Regions from separate parts of the Capsicum annuum genome. Here region 1 is linked to region 2. The links are chromatin contacts, called in public Hi-C maps. All regions are on one chromosome and are shown on one strand. Each heading gives the region's core, a stretch centred on a gene start, on an enhancer-like site or on the middle of the called end of the contact. The rest is flanking DNA. Distances are from core to core; before and after follow the strand shown. Region 1 holds the start of LOC107855330 (transcription termination factor MTEF18, mitochondrial). Region 2 holds the start of LOC107855297.

Evidence for each region. A called contact is a pair of places that touch in the nucleus more often than the background predicts.
Region 1: a Hi-C map of leaf shows a contact between it and region 2, with 6 times the contacts expected there. The contact joins the promoter of LOC107855330 here to the promoter of LOC107855297 in region 2. A contact is called at or near these places in 2 of 5 Hi-C or Micro-C datasets (both in leaf).

What each region holds. Positions count from the first base shown.
Region 1 is chr1:2,340,947-2,345,970 of UCD10Xv1.1, reverse strand. LOC107855330 (transcription termination factor MTEF18, mitochondrial) reads right to left here and starts at 2,607. Exons shown (of 1, transcript XM_016700334.2): 1 at 910-2,607. The coding sequence starts at 2,607. The coding sequence ends at 910. LOC107855332 (putative F-box protein At1g65770) reads right to left here and starts at 2,914. Exons shown (of 2, transcript XM_016700338.2): 1 at 2,677-2,914.
Region 2 is chr1:1,681,171-1,686,410 of UCD10Xv1.1, reverse strand. LOC107855297 reads left to right here and starts at 2,118. Exons shown (of 8, transcript XM_016700288.2): 1 at 2,118-2,246; 2 at 4,448-4,649; 3 at 4,755-4,863; 4 at 4,986-5,068. The coding sequence starts at 4,801.

The DNA of each region.
Region 1 (5,024 bases), core at 1,358-3,857, 660 kb before region 2:
TCTGACACCAGAAAGGCCTGCAAAGTTACGTTCATAAAAGTGGTCAATAACATTCTTTAACATCTTATGATTACTAAATATCTTCTGAAATGTCAAACTCCAAATATGAAAAATAGAGGACATTGAGCATGCACTGTTAATCACAAATAGGGGGTTTTCTGTGAATGGCAGTGAATGCTAAGCACTAAAATCCGCCCAACATACTGGAATTTAGTCTTCCACTTGGCACAAGAAAAACATTATTCTCCTAAAATTTGTATTTGGCCCGAATACAAGTAAGACGGTCCTTTGTTCACTTTACCAATCATATAAACAAGTGAGAGGTCAATGCTAAGTAGTAGAACAGTTCATAAAGAAGACAATCCCTAACAAAGACAAAGAATTTTAAAATTTTACCAGTACCCATTCTAGTGCCTACAACGCCTGGAAGCCTTTATTACCATACCTATCAGTCACTGAAACCACTATGGGGTTTATGTTGGCTTAATACGATGAAGACAGACGAAAGTAAATGGCCATCTACTACCAACACAAGAAAACGACTGACTACAAGACCAGTTATACCGATTTGGAGAAAAAGCAATAGTAAGTAAAAGTGTAAAACAGTTAGATATATTGTCACTGGAAAAGACAGGTGAAATCAAGAATAGTGGACATCAAGAGCAAACATGGACATTACAATCCTTAATCCAGTTTGAATGGATCAGTAATATGAACATCCAAGTATGATACAACTAGAAAGGCCATTCATTACCTGGATGCCTGCTCCTTTTCGTTTCACTCAAAGTTAAAACCATTTACAACTGGTACTCATCCTAACTTAAGCAGCAGACTGCGCTTTAAATGGACTTCAAGCTTTGAACTTTCCGCTGCCAATGTAATCAGATGGAACCATTCATGATATCTCACTTATACAGGATATATCTCTCTTTTCAGATTTTGCCAGACTTCAAGGCCTTTAGGATGAGGACTTACATAAACCTTCATGAATAATTTCTCTGAGGAAGCTATGATAGTGCTCAAAGCCAATGTTGCGTCCACTTTTCCTTGATCTCTGAGCCAATTATACATTGAAAGCCTAAGCCTGATTCTTGGAATTGTGTAGTTGAGGTAAGATGGAAATGAAATTAAAGTAGACACTGGAAAACCCAATCTATTCAATAGAAAATCAATCTTTGCCTCAAGTACCTCTTTCCTTTGGTTGAGTATTTGCGGATATATTTTCAGCACTGAAGCAACATGCTTTCGATCCAAACCAGCATTTACCAGACAATCAAACCTCTCTTGGAGCTCCACCCCTTTTCCTCGAAATACTTTGAGAGCTTTCTTCATTTCGCTCGAGTTCTCAGCAAAACCCAAGTCCGAAAGGAACTTAGTTTTCATCATTTTGGATCTTAGCTCCTCCTCGGCTACTGGTAATCTTTCAACTTTGGCTCCACGAACCAAATTCCTCAAAAATTCCGGATTCTCCTTGATCACACTACAAAGCCGCTTCTTCCCCGTATGCAGGATAGTTAGCAAGCTTGTAGTTTTCTTCAAAACACATGAGCCTAGCAATGTAGGGTGTGAATGAAGGATATTTCTTATCTCTAGGGCAGGCATCTCAATTTCAATCAAGAACTGGTAGCATTGCCTCGTGTTGAAAATAAATGCCGCTATTGGAATTTGTGGTAAGTGTAGAAATACATCAAGTAATTCGGTCTTCTCAAAACCAAATTTCAAGCAGAATCCAATTAGCGAAAATGTAGGACGTCCAGAACAATCAAACAGAAGACCAGGAACTTGAAAAATTAACTTCCCTAATCGTTCATCAGTCAACCCCAACCCATTCAAGAAACACATGAGCTCGAATAACTGGCTCCAATTGATAGGCTTTCCATTCAATTGCTCCTCAATCCACCTGTATTCAACTCCCATCCTCTTTAACTTCCCAACAACTCTCAAAAACTCCACGTGTACATTCCCAAGCAAAAGATGTGGATTTGCACTAACAAGCTTAACCACATTAGACTGATCTAGCCCAAACCCGCGAAAAGAAGCAAGTTTCAATTCGACAACTCCAGGATCATACCTAAAAACTTGCGGAGCTTCAGCAAAGATCCTTCCTATCTTATTTCTTGAAATACCATAATTACACAACACGCGATAACTATCCAACAACCTCTGATCATCACTCAAATACATCACATCTCTAGGGAGAAACGACGCGTACTGACAAAGTTTCAGACCAATGCTCTCAAAGAATGGTTCGAATTCATTAATCGGATGGTATCTCAAATATCGAGTCACACAACGCCGAATATCATCAGCTTCCCTATCCACTATTCTTTCTAATAACTTGTCAAGAAATAAGGGTGAGTTTTTACTCATATGTTCAGCATCCACAAACTCCAAACTTCTAGTGGAATGCAAGTACTCTAGCAAAGCAGTTTGTGCTTCTTTCCTCACTGCACTAGGCATATCACATTCTTTTTCTTCTACTAATTTGGCTTTAGCAGTATTTTTAGTTGCATAAAACCTAACTTTTCTAAAATTGTTAAATAAATAATCTGAAGAACCCCATTTGAGAATTAATGGAGTTGTCAGTTTCTGCAAATTGTTCTTCATGGATAATAAATAATTTCAAGAAATATACTATGTTTCTTGGTATAATAATAATTTCAAGAAATGCCTTACCTTGAAGACTATTGAGTGTGGGAGTTGATTTTGAATTCTGACAAATTGTGACAACCTAGTATGAAGACCAGACCAGAGTTGCCAATGTACACAACTTCAGCAACAGCTGTGGGTTTTAGGACTGGTAAGCTATGTCTTACTGATTGACCCGTCAATATGGGTCAGCCCGACCCGGTCCATGACTTGATAGGATTGGACTTAGATTTTTAAGGCCCATTTAAGAATACAGCTTCTTAGGAGAAAAATGAGTCAAAAGACCTCCCAAGTTTCCAATTAAGAAAAGGGGATAAGTGAGTCCCGCAAGTTTATTAAAAATAAAAAAATAAGTCTTTTGAACAATTGAGATAGTTGTTGAACAACTTCTCACATTTGTCGAACAACTATGCCTAGTTGTTCAACAACCAGGTGCCGTTGTCGAACAACTATGCCTAGTTGTTCAACAACTGCGCCTAGTTGTTGAACAACTTCGCAAAGTTGTCGAACAACTACCAAAGTTGTTCTACAACTGGGACAAGTTGTTTGGACGAAAAAACTTTAAAAAAAAAATTAAGAAAAAGTTGTCCATCCCACCTAATTTAAAAATCTTGGAGGACTCCCAATTAATCGGACAACTTGGGAGTCCTTTTTAATCCAAAGTCCCGCTTTTTAGCCTGGTTCGGATAGGTCCACTGGCTTGTGAGACTTAAGCAATATGGGTTGGATTGGCCCGTGGAACAATAAAAAAGTACTACCTCCGTCCCATTCCAAGCATGGAGTTTAAGAAATAAGTGATGACTTTGTAAAGTTTGCAAAATTGTTGCTTTTAAAGTTATTTTAATATTTACTTTTTTGTTGATTTTTCTTAATAAGTGGGACCCACTGATGATAAAATGAGAATGATGTCATTAAATAGCTATCAAATAAGAATTACTGACATTCTTTTTGGGATGGATCAAAAAAGAAATGGTGACATATAAATTGGGATGCAGAGAGTAATTAAAAATAAGAAAAAATAATATAAACATACACCTTAACTTATTAGATTTACACAAATTTCCACCCTTACAAAGTAATTGCAAAAATCTCAACTAATTATGTATCTTCTTTTGAATGTATCGAGAGCTAATTATGTGTCTCGACAGATCCAAAATCTGAATTTTCAATAATTATATAAAATGTTAGAATTTTCTATAATCAAGCTCCAAACTATCGAAATTTATACCCTTAAAAATAAAATAAAGTATAGTAGTAAAACTAAGAAGAAGAGTGCAAACTCAAAATATACTTAAACTAAATAATCAAAATATAAAATTCAAATTTGCGTATATAGTATCATCTTCAAATCCCACTTATTAAATTATGGTATTGAATATGACATTATCGTTATTATTATATGATATTTATTTATTACGACATAATAATATTGTACATAGATTAAATTATTTTGTGAATTAAATTTATTGTTCCGGTAGTTTGAAGTTTAATTACTAAAAATTTTAATATTTTACATAATTACTGCAAATCCCAATTTTGGATTTGGCGAAATACATCGAATGAAGATACATTTTTTTCGTTGTAAAGATACATAATTAACTCCCGATATTTTTTTTTTTATTTTGAATCTGTCGAGATACATACTACATCCAACGAAGATACATAATTAGCTCCCAATATATCTTTTTCAATTTTGAGTCTGTTGAGATACATAATTAGCTCCCGATACATCCAACAAAGATACATAACTAGTTGAAATTTTTGTAGTTAAGTTATAAGGGTAGAAATTTGTACAAATATATGTTATCTTTATTTATTGCACCAACTTTTAAAATCGAAAAATTACAATAACAAGAGAAACGAAAAATAATTGGAAACATGTAACAAAAATAGTGTTAAGATTTGAATTGGTGTAACTATTCATTGCGAATATTTACCCCTCAAATATTCCACGGCGACTTGTTTCTTACCACCAACACAAGTACCGAATAATTTTACGTACTCACAAAAATGAGAATCAAATATCTTTACCCGTCCAGACTCGAGTAGATGAGAAGAAATCACATATCCGTAAATTTTAACACAATATACAACAATCTTCTCATATTTAATTTCCTTCTTGATTTGCATTACTTGTGAAGTGTCATGGATTACACCTTGAATCTTTTTGTGCAAAAAAACATCAAAGCATCTAGAGTTTCAAGATAAAACATTACGCGCGCAGCAGTAAGACCTCTCGCCTCGCCTATCTGCAACAAGTAAAGCCGTATGGGACATGAATGAATGCGGACTTATGAGTAACTTACACTTTCCTAAAACGTCCTGCGATTCATCACCATAAGATGAGTAGGATTTCCAACTAGTCTTGTGGTTCA
Region 2 (5,240 bases), core at 869-3,368:
CTTGAGGCAAAACTTGGAAATGTAGAAATGTTGGCTATTTAATTAGGAAATGTTAGAGCCAAAAAGTTATTATTTTGAAATCTTTGTTTGACTACGAAGAATATAAAGATTTATTAATTAAAAGTCTTTCTTCTTGTTCCAATTATTGTGTGCTTAAACTAATATATTTGCAAAATGGTGTTTTGTTTTTTATTGTTTACAGATGCAAGAATGCAGAATGATGAGTGTGAAGATTTTACCTGAGGTCAAAAATGTTGTTGATATTCTTCAAAAATGAATAGTTACTTCATGAGAGATAGATCTGATGGAATTCTTCTTAACTATGTTGGATCATGTCGATTTTTTTCATATATATATACTTTGATGTTTGAACAAAATAGCTAATGGTTTAGCTTGAATTCTATTTCTTTGTTAAAAGGGATCTCTTGAGACAAGTTTTTTTTTCGAGTTATATCATAGATGATGCTAAAACTACAATTGAATTATGCAATTCGCTGATGGTGTGTACATTTACCCTCCCTAGATCCACCTTGCTGATACAGTAATGTCGGTTAATGTTATGTTTTGGAGAAAAAGATCTAGCAATAAGAGCTAGCTTGGTATTTTTAACTATAGAAGTATGACTTCAAGAGCTCGAACCACAAAAAAGGCGGATTGTGAAGGTGTCAATACGATTGTTCTCGAAGCAAAAGATATATAATTAACTTTTCTAACTATAAATGATATTTTGAGAATAGAAATTCATAAATCGCGATTGTTCAATTTTTCTTTCCATTTTTTTTTTAAAATATTTGTACAACAATGACTAGACTAAGGTAAGCTTTTTGCGATGCAAGTAAAAATTACTATAACTTACGATAATTTTTTAATAGTTTCAAACATTAAAGTTTTTAACTTCCATTTGAAAAACTAATGTGATAACTCTTCTATTTGGATTTTTTATTATCTAAGTTAAGTTTCTTATATTCAAAAAGCATTTTTTTTGTTTATCTCAATAATTATAATCTCTGAATTATATGGAGAGGTATAAAGTGGGATATTTCAGGAATAAATTTGTGATATTCCGTAGATAAAATTTATATTATGTTTGGTTGAGGATATTAATTTATTCCGAGATTAATTTATACCATCAATCAAATATGATATAAAGCTAATACCAAATTTAATCTTAGATAATTAATCTTATCCCATCAAAGACTATTTTATTCCACCTTCCATATAATATAAAATAATTCAAAGATTAAAATCCTGAATAATTTAATTTATATACCAAACAACAATAACAATTAATTTAGTCTACTTACCAAACTATTCTTGAAATTTTCAAAATAATTTAATGTACGTACCAAATAAGAATAATAATTTCGTCTACTTATCAAACTATCCTTAATTTTTCAAAAATAATTACCAAGTAATAATAATAATAATTTAGTCTACTTATCAAAATATTTTTAAAATTTTAAAAATAATTTAACTACATACCAAATAACAATAATAATAATAATTTAATCTACTTATCAAATTATCCTTAAAATTTCAAAAATAATTTAATCCTGACACATCAAAAACAGTGAGACGAAGAAATCATAGATAACAAGGACAAAAAAATGATGATGACTTACCAACAGCAATCACAAATTATTGGTTCTCTTTAAAAACACCTAAATAAAGCCAAAAAAGGCTCTCTTTTAGTTGGAAAACTAATTATTTATTAATCATCTCAAAATTAACAATATAAATTCTGATAATTTAAAACTTAATTATAAAAAATCTCAATTTTAAATCTATCGAAATACCTTTTTTTCTTCGTAAAGATACATAATTAGCTCCCGATATTTTTTTTGCGATTTTATACCTGTCAAAATACATAATACATTCAACGAAGATACATTTTTTTCTTAATAAAGATACATAATTAACGTCTAATATATTTTTTAAATTTTAAATTTATCAAAATATGTAATTAATTTTCGATATATCCAAGAAAAATATATAATTAATTAAAATATTTATAATTACGTACTTTATAAAAATATGATAAACTAGTTATATTTATTTTATTTTTCCATTACTCCATCCTTAATATAAGAAAAAAATATAATCCCAAATAAAAAAATACAAAATAGATTATTACTATATAATTTTATCCCAATGGAACATAAAATAAATTTAACAGACTAAACAAAGCTTACAGCACGTCTTCGTCTCCTCCATACCTGTCGTTTACCCCTAAATCAATTGTACAGGTTCCAATTTTTCTTCCTTTTATCTTCGATTAATTAAGATTTTTCAGTAGTTTTACTTTAATAATTTTCCTAGTACAAGTTAGATGAACCTTGATAATGTTTAAGAGCTGTTTCTGCTTTGTTTTCATGTACTAATTTGAGTTAATCTGTGTAAAGACTTCAACTTTACTACAAGTTGTCCTAATTTGCTTTGCCTTTAGACTTATTTTTCCATTATTCAAGCTGAATTTCATGTTTAATGTTTCTTTTATAGGAATAGAATGAAGATAGTTATGTAGAGCTGGTTTGGCTTTTAGTACTAGTGCCTGTGATTCCAGAAATTCTAAGCTAGAATTGTTAGATTTTTTATGAGTGAAGGGTGAGAAACACATGTAAACTATCTCGGTTTATTCACGTGAGTTTCCTACCTGAGCTATTGTAAAAAAAATATGACTGAAGGGTGAGAAACACATCTAAAGTATCCCGGTTTATTGAGTTTCGTACCTGAACTATCAGGTATGTGAATTTGCTAACTGAACTATCATGGACTATTAATAAAAACACACTTCAACTATCAATTTTTTGAGTTTCAGGTAGGAAAAGTGAACAGTTTATAGTTGAGGTGTATTTTGATAAATAGTCCGTGATAGTTCATATACGAAACTCAAAAAATCGAAATACTTTAGGTGTGTTTTTGAATTGTGTTGTTCAAGCCAACTTGCGTGCACCTCGATTAAATCCATAAATCCCTCCCACCAGAACCAACAACAAGTGTCAGGTAACTCTGTCTACGAAAGCTAGAACGAATGAGAAGAAATCAGTTAGTGTTTTGTCTAGATTTATTGACTGATAGGTCACACCCTTAGGCACATCTCTTCGTTGGATTTTTAGAAGAAATTTTGTTCCTAGGTTGCTTTTTTTTATTTGGATTTGCACTGGAAAAAAAATCTAACTTCCATCTTTATTTAGTTGAATTTCTCGTGTGTGTTGCTTTTACCTGGATAGTAATGGGGGTTGACTTCACCTGCAAAGTGTAGCTGGTCCAAGCATGGCAGGATTGCACTAGGTCAGTAACTAGCGTAACAATGGTTAATGAATCGTCTGTTGACTTGTACAGCTGACCGCAACTGATTTGTGATTGTGAGGTAGTTAATTGATTGATCGCATCGGGATTATGCTCGATCATGTTTATTCATATTTGAGTACTAGTAATAGCTTTTAGGTTACTTTTGGGGAAATTTTATGGTACGACGTTGGTACTCTAGAAACTTTAGTTATGAAAGACAGAGGTTGAGGTAAAGCTCAAAACTTACCTTCTTATCGAAAATGGAATAGAACTCTAGATGTGGTATTGGCTCATTCCTAGTGGGAGGGGTAGAACATATAGCTGACATGGGTAAAATGACATAGCTTTAAAGCAATATGGGATGTGAAAGCAGTTAGTCAGCTTCGTTGGCATTGCTTTTCCTTGTGTGGTTCCTGATTTCAATGGGAAGTTGGTAGGTAGATCCACCTATTGGTCTTGCTTTTGCTTTTATATGCGGAGTTGCAAAGTTGAATCTTTTTCCTCTTTATCTTCTCATGATTTCCTTTTGCAATTGGATGTGATCTCTATTTATAAACTTCTTCCACCTCCTTCAACTCATCAAGGTACAATAAAAAAATTGATCCTTAATGCAAACGACTGAAAAAACTTTCGGGCTCATTGTATTGCTTCCAAGCAAGCCAATGCTTACAAGAAACAATTCTGTATTCCAAATCTGAGGCATGTCCATTATTTACTGATTCTTGATGGCTGCTATGGATTTCGGCCATGGCAGGTCATGTTACTCTTTTTATTACCGAAAAGTCTGTTTGGCCCAACCCTTAGAACCAACTACAACTTTTGATACTCGGGGATAATAGGTCCAGCCTTCTACCTTACTCTACTTAAATACCAGTCTTAGTTCACAATTCCCTCAACCCGTTGCCATTTGAACTAAGCCATGGGACTGCTACATTGTTTGAAAGGCACTTTTATATAGATGGTAAAATACCTCCGAACCAATTGTCAGAATCAAGATGCAACACCTTTTGTTCCCGAGACAGGGAAATCCTATGTTGCTTTCTGAACTATTTGTTGAGTCTCTTTAAAAGTATTCTCATTGTAATGCAGCAATGAAGGAACTTGTAAAACTTCTAGGAATGTTGATTGCCATGTATATGTTGTCTTCATTGTGCAGATTGCAGTTTATGACTTAGAAATGCTGATTTGACAATAACTCTGGTTGCAATTTATCCAGTTACCGGTTTGTGAGGATTTGCTGCCAATTATAAACTTCATTTGATATACCTCGAGCACTAGAATTTCTTAGAGATCATTTTCAATGTTAAGTATTTGGTGACAACTTTATTTAGAGACCAGAATTGTCTATCGATTGGGAGGTATTATTTTTTCTCTGAGGTATAACTTAAGCATTCTTAAGGTGATGTCATCTTTGCAAAACTAATCTCACCTTTTCTCTCTCCGCTTCATTCCTATTAGAACAGATCCATTTATAGATCGACTTGAAGAAAATTGAAAAGTTCTGCGTCAATGTTGAATTTATTTAGCCCCAGGAAGCTACCATGGATATCTGGTTCAGATGGTGAGAAAAAGGTACTACCTTTCTCTTGCTAATCATCTAACCATCTAACTTGGTATTGCCTAGTTAGTTGTTCTCAAGTTCATTTGTTATCTTTATGAAGTGAAGGAACACTGAGTTTGTCATGACTTTACAGGTAGTTTTAACTGCTGTAGAAGTAGAATCTCTTCGGTCAGAAATTGCTTCTTTGGAGGAAAGAGAAGCTCATTTAAAAGCTCAGTATGTTTTGATGCTCTCACTTTATTCCTTGTGCAACTCTTTTTTGGTGTTTCTTTAAACACAATTGTATTGGTGTGTTTGCCTCTTTGATGTGTTTGTACCTCGATTTATTGCCTGTGGCATTGAGAAAGGTTCCAAGAGCATAAAAGCTTCGCCAATGTAAACTAAACTC